Linked DNA regions of Anser cygnoides: region 1 is linked to region 2. A link is a contact called in public Hi-C data. All regions are on one chromosome and are shown on one strand. The core of a region is the stretch at or near the end of the contact, and the rest is flanking DNA. Distances in the headings are between cores, read along the strand shown.

Evidence for each region. A called contact is a pair of places that touch in the nucleus more often than the background predicts.
Region 1: a Hi-C map of liver shows a contact between it and region 2, with 2.1 times the contacts expected there. The contact joins the promoter of RFX3 here to the promoter of LOC106047387 in region 2. A contact is called at or near these places in 2 of 7 Hi-C or Micro-C datasets (granulosa cells and liver).

The regions. Positions count from the first base shown.
Region 1 is chrZ:82,912,472-82,915,274 of Taihu_goose_T2T_genome, forward strand. RFX3 (regulatory factor X3) reads right to left here and starts at 1,259. Exons shown (of 17, transcript XM_066987641.1): 1 at 836-1,259.
Region 2 is chrZ:82,775,805-82,778,891 of Taihu_goose_T2T_genome, forward strand. LOC106047387 (histone-arginine methyltransferase CARM1) reads right to left here and starts at 1,294. Exons shown (of 13, transcript XM_048050976.2): 1 at 955-1,294. The coding sequence starts at 1,123.

The sequences.
Region 1 (2,803 bases), core at 9-2,508, 140 kb after region 2:
ATTATCATCGTAATAATAATAATGACTAACGGAAGGACTGCCAGAAGAAAAAAACTGTGACTGTATGTTTGTATGGGTGGGGGTATTGGATAAACGGGAAAACACCTCACAAAACAAAGAAAATACAGCTTACCCTAAAACAATAAGTAACATTATGAATAAAAGAAAAAGAAAAAAAGATGGGCTACAGAAATCACAGAAAGCGATCGGTAACACAGGAGTATCGTTAAAAGACATCGGAAGTTCACAAACATCTGCATCTCCAGCAGTCACACGAACCAGAACAAGGCCCCTACAAGTGAGAGGAGAAACACCCCCTGCTTCTCGGCGTGCTTCTGGCCGCTTCTCCCACCCCCACCCCCCCGATTTTGCAGATTTTTTTTTTTTCTTTGCGTACTTTAAACTATACGATCTCGATTGTACCCGAAGCCTCGCTGCCCCCAGATTCCACATCCCCCATCCGCGCAGACAGGAGATGCATACCCACCGCATCCCAGCGATTGTCCGGGCGGTCCCAGCAGCGTGCCGCCGACCTAAGTAAGCCTCGCTCCCTCCTCTCCCGACCCACGGGCACCCCATCCCCGCCGACCCCCCCTCCTTCCTTCCTTCCCTCCCTCCCTCCCTCCTTCCCCGCAGCGCGCTCCCCGCCGGCCGCTTCGCGCAGCCGGGGGCGGCGGGGCCGTGCCGGGCCGTGCCGGGAGAGGCGGCGAGGGGCCGCGGAGGTCCCGGCGGAGCGTCCCCGGCCCGGATGCTGCGAGGCCGGGGGGGAGGCAGCGGCTGTGGGAGGGAGGGAGCGCGGAGGGGGGGCCGGCGTGCGGCCGCCGGGCATATTCACCTGGGCTGAGGCGGGCTGCGGCGTCCCCGCTGTCGTCGGTGCCGGAGGTGGCGGCTGCTGCCGCTGTTGTTGTGGTTGTTGTTGTTGTTGCGGGTGACGGCGAGGAAGGGGGTGAGGATGGGGGTGAGGAGCGGCAGGAGGTGGAGGAGGAGCAGGAGAGGAGCGGTTGTTGTTGATGGGTAACAGTCGCCAGGACTACGGTGACTATGGCGCTTGATTCACAAGGCAACGGTTGCTATAACTCACAAAAGGCAGAGCGAGCGAGGGAGGAGGAGGCGGCAGCCCAGGCGGAGAGGCCCGGAAGAGGCGGGGCCGGCCCTGACTGACGGCGCCGGTACGGGCGGGGGCGGCTCCCCCCCGGGGCGGGACGCGGGCACGCGCCTCCCGCCGCCGCGCGGGCACGCGCAGGGCCGGCGGGCGGGCGGGAGGGCGAGTAACGGCGGCGTGCCCGTGGCCCGGGGCGTGTCCGCGCGGGGGCCGCCCGGTGCCGCTCCACGCCACATCCGGCGGGCGGGGAGGAGGAGCCGGGCCCCAGAGCGCTGCCCCCCGCGGGGGTCGCACCGCGCCCGCTGCCGGCTGAGGGGGCTGCCGCCGGCGGGCCGGGCAGGAAGTTAACGCCCGGCGGCGGCTGCTCTCCACGCCCCCCTCCCCTCCTCACCCCCCGAAAAATGGCAGCGACGAGCCGGCGGCGGTGGGGGAGCTGTCCCGCTGCCGCCATCTTAAGGCGGAAGGGACGGCGGCGGCCCGAGCCCGCCGGGCTGCGGTCGGCGCGGCCGCGGTCGCGGCAGCGCCTCCGGTGGGGCTGGGGTGGCCGCGGGTGCGCTGCTGTGCGGCCTCTTGGTGCCTTGTGTCCCCGCTGCTGCGGGGTGTGTGTATTTGGGGGACGGCGACACGGAGATTTGGGTGGTTTTTCGGCTAGGTACGGTGCCCACACAGCTAACGGCCACTGCCGCGTGGGTCTGTAGCCCCGACACATCCCCGCCGGCAGCTCTACTAGCCTGTGAAGCGTCTGTACAGCTCTTCATAGCTCCTGCTATCTGTGTAGCCAGGAGCGCTTGCCTGTAATCTACCGAAAACCAGTGATGCACTGCTTACAAGCTCCTACTCACTGTGCAATGTCCCCACATCTTTCTATTACTTGTATACATCCTTTGACAGTCTTTTTGACACCTTTTTATCATACCAGTTGCTGTAAGCACCTCATATTTGTCTCAAACTCTACAATTACTCAATTACACAACTCCCTACAAATTGCCCTTGCGTACCAAGCATTTTCAAGCCATGAATAGATTTACTGTGATTTTCAAGGCTCCATGTAACCATCATTATAGCTCCCTGTTACCATTTTTAACAACTACTTACAAAAAATTACTAGAAAAACTGTAAATATGTAAAAACAAACTTGAATTGACAGCTTTAAGTGTAACAGAACAAGCTTGAATCGTAAAATGCATTTTTACAAGTGAAACTAGATCTTACTACTTCCTGCTGGGGAACCTAATCTTTCTGAGCTACCAAACTCGTAACTGCTTGCTAAGATCTTTATTTAGCCCTTGTGAAACTGGGTGATTATAGAGCTCACATTCATTCACCTGCAATAGTAGCTTTGAGATAGTAAAGAGTTAATAAAAATGGCATTGCTTTTAAAGTACAGTGTGTACCACAAAATAATTTTGTCTTCTCTTGTGGGCAAGTAATAATCAAAATAATCCAAGTTTTTCAACACTGAACTAAAACAGGATTAGACAGAAGTCACCTACACTTTGAAAAACATCACATTTTGTTACGAAAATAAAAACATTAACACCTCTGAAAAATAATTGGTTTCATACGCAGAAATTTTAGTGAAATTACTTATGGAGAGAAGAGTAAGCCTCCATAATCCAAGAGTAAATGAATGGTTAGAGACCTCTTACAACACTTGGACACACTAAAGTCTATGGGGCCAGATGGGATCCACCTAAGGGT
Region 2 (3,087 bases), core at 44-2,543:
ACTGTAACCCATATATTTCAGCAATCTTGTCAGAAGTTACTCCGCTCACTCTTAACAAATCAGTCCCAACAAGCGCTGGGTGTCTAGACCTGTGTAGGACTGAGCTCATATTCACCCACCTCGTTGACAGCATATTTACTTCCTATAGATACAGCAGTTTCTGCTTTTCCCCAGTCATCCCACCGTGCAGAATCAGGGAGAGTTTGTTTTAGGTTTCAATGTCAGCCCATTTATCAGCCTGTAAAGACCAAAATCTGAACGAATAATTGTTTTGGATGCAGCCATGACCCGTATTTCCTGTGTTTTCTGTTTCCCGTTTTTCCTAAGTTTGCCCCGTGCGCATCTTAAACAGCCTGCCCACAGGTAACGGAGCCCGCTCAGCCACCGTTTCAGGGCGAACCGCTGCCTCCCGCACCCCTTCGGACCCCATCCGCTGCGCATCCCAGGGCTCTGCCGTACTCTACCGCCCTCACAGCGCGTTTGCCAAACGGGCAGGAAGAGCAGCGTAAAAGTAAAACCTTTTTTTTTTTTTTTTTTTTCTGTTGACACATCTACAGTGTGGCTTCTTTCCCTCCCACCCTACCCAGCTCCTCTATTTTGCCTCGTCTCCCTCGGCAGATCCTGTCCTCCAGACAAGCGGGACAGACCCCCTCGAGCCGAACTCCACCCCCGGGTAAAGTCAGGAACTCGACAGCACGAAGCTAGCTCGGCCCTGCCATCCCAGCCAGTGCCGCCTCGTCACCGCTCGGCACGGGGCGAGCCTGGGCGCCGCAGCCCGCCCGTTAGCGGCCCGGGACGCCCCGCCGCCGGCACCCGACCCGCGAGGCGCTGAGGGGAGGCGGCGGCAGCGCCCTGAGGGGAAGGGCGAGGCCGCTCCGTGCGGCGAAGGCGCGAGCCCCCTTTGCCGCCGAGGCGGCGGGGGGCATGCGGCAGCGGCGCGGCTGGGTACTTAACCGTCTGTCACGGTGAGCTGGGCGTCCTCCTCTCCCGGCTGCACCTCCAGCTGCAGGGCTTTCTGGCTGGGGCTGGCGAGGCGCAGCCCCGCCAGCAGCTCGTCGCTGAGGAGGAGCAGCTTCACGCCGCACCGCAGCGGCCGCTGCTCCTGAGAAGACGACGCAGCCATCGTCCTCGCCGCACCACCTCGGCTACGAGCCGCTGCCCGACGAGCCGGACTCCGGCGAAGCTGCTCCCGCCGCCGCCTTCTACCAGCCCCAGGAGAAGACTGCAGAGGAGGCTTCACCGAGCGGCGGAGACACCCCCGGCGCTGCCCGGCACCTGCCCCGCAGCCTCGCCCCGCCCCGCCCCGCCCCGCCCCTCAGGGCGCTCCCCAGGCCCGTGGCTGAGGGCGCAGGCGGCAGCGGGCTCCCGAGGTCCGGCAGCGACACCTCCCGGCCGCAGCTCCGCCACCGCACCGCGGGGAGCCGGGGGCCTGTGAGGGGCCGGCGGGCGGCCTGGGCCCGGCACGGGGGAGAGGCGGCACGGCTCGTGTCGGGCTCCACGTTCGCACCCGGCCCCTTGGGACAGAGCCTGTGGCGAGGATTTTACGGGGAAGAGGCACTGAAACACGGACAGTTCGGCTTCTCCTCCCCCCACCTCGATGTTTACAGCTCTATTTTCGAAGAGCTTAACCGTGTACCTAACATTAACCAGTAGGTGTCGCTATTTTGCTATAAAACGTTTTCTGATTTTTTTTTTTTTCCTAAAGTCCTGGTATGGGGGAAAAATATATTTTTTTTTTTTTTTTTTTTTTTTTTTCTGCTTTGTTTGCGTCTCTATCAAAGAAACACGGTGAGGTTTAACTTTAACTAATGAATACTCGAAAAGTGCTCTGAGCACTGCTGAAAGTTTAAACGGGCTTCGGCTCATTTTCCAGGCATTATTGCAGTAAGTACATCAGTAAGATCTCCAGACCATGACATGGGCTAGCTTGTCTCTAGCTGGCTGGAAAGTTAGAGAATGTACTTGCACTGGCTGAGTCAACAGGTCTGTCTCCCAGATGGACAGAAACTTGTTCCACTAAGCCACTTAATCCACAAAACGTAGTGAAGTAGCACACACACTGCTGAGCGTTTCTTTGCACTAATGACCTGGATGTGTTGTCTGTAAAGACAACAAAGTTCTGTCACTGCAATATGATGTTTCTCTGCCTCGACTTAATTAACCTTTCTAAGAAGGAAAAGGAGACATTCCCCCCCCCCCCCCCCCCCCCCCGTTCTTCTGTCAAGGAATTATTAATAGTCCTGTACAAAAAATTGACTTCGCCTTTACAAAGGAGGAATAAGACAGTCTGCACATACCATCAGGTGTTTGTGCATAGCAAACTGCATGTGGAAAGTTAGGGCTTTGGCAGTCAGCAGGATTGCTTATACCCAAAGCCAACTCCACAGCCTCTTAGCTAACCTCTAGGTCAAAGAATGGGGATTTCTGGACTGTCAACTTCATGACTGCAATGAAATGTTGAATACATATGAGTAAGTCAAGGTTATGCTTGCTAAATGCAGAAAAGCAAATCCATCTGTAGCTGGAATATAAGGCAAGAGCCAGAATAAGAGTTACAGAAGTTCAGTAAATAAGCAGGAAAATGTTTCACAGAGTAATTCTGCCTCTCCTAGTGTCAAACTCTAACCCTTGTTAGGGGTCCTGAGGCCACTCCAACCCTGTGATGGGCCCCATGGCTGGGCCAGGGAACCAACCTGTGCCAGTATCAGTTGCCCCTATATGCAAGATTAAAAAAAAATGGATGCAAAAGTCAAGTTGTTTAGAAGGGAAAGGAATTCCTATTCAGACAAGGAAAGAAGAAGATGAGACTACTAGGAAGTGGCTGAGCCATCATGGGAACAGGAGGATGAAGATGAAGATATCATCAATAACTACCTGATCCCTATCCCACGGTAAGCTATGAGATATGTGAACAGATTTCATCTGTTGTCTAGATGAGCACATTATCACCTGGCTGCTCCAATGCCGGGATAGCAGGGCCAATAGCCGGAATTAGAGGTCAGGGAAGCCAGGCAGCTGGGATTCATCTCTAGGGAAGGGGGCATTGACAAAGTAATTGGAAAAGGGGCGCAAGTCCTCAGCCTCTGG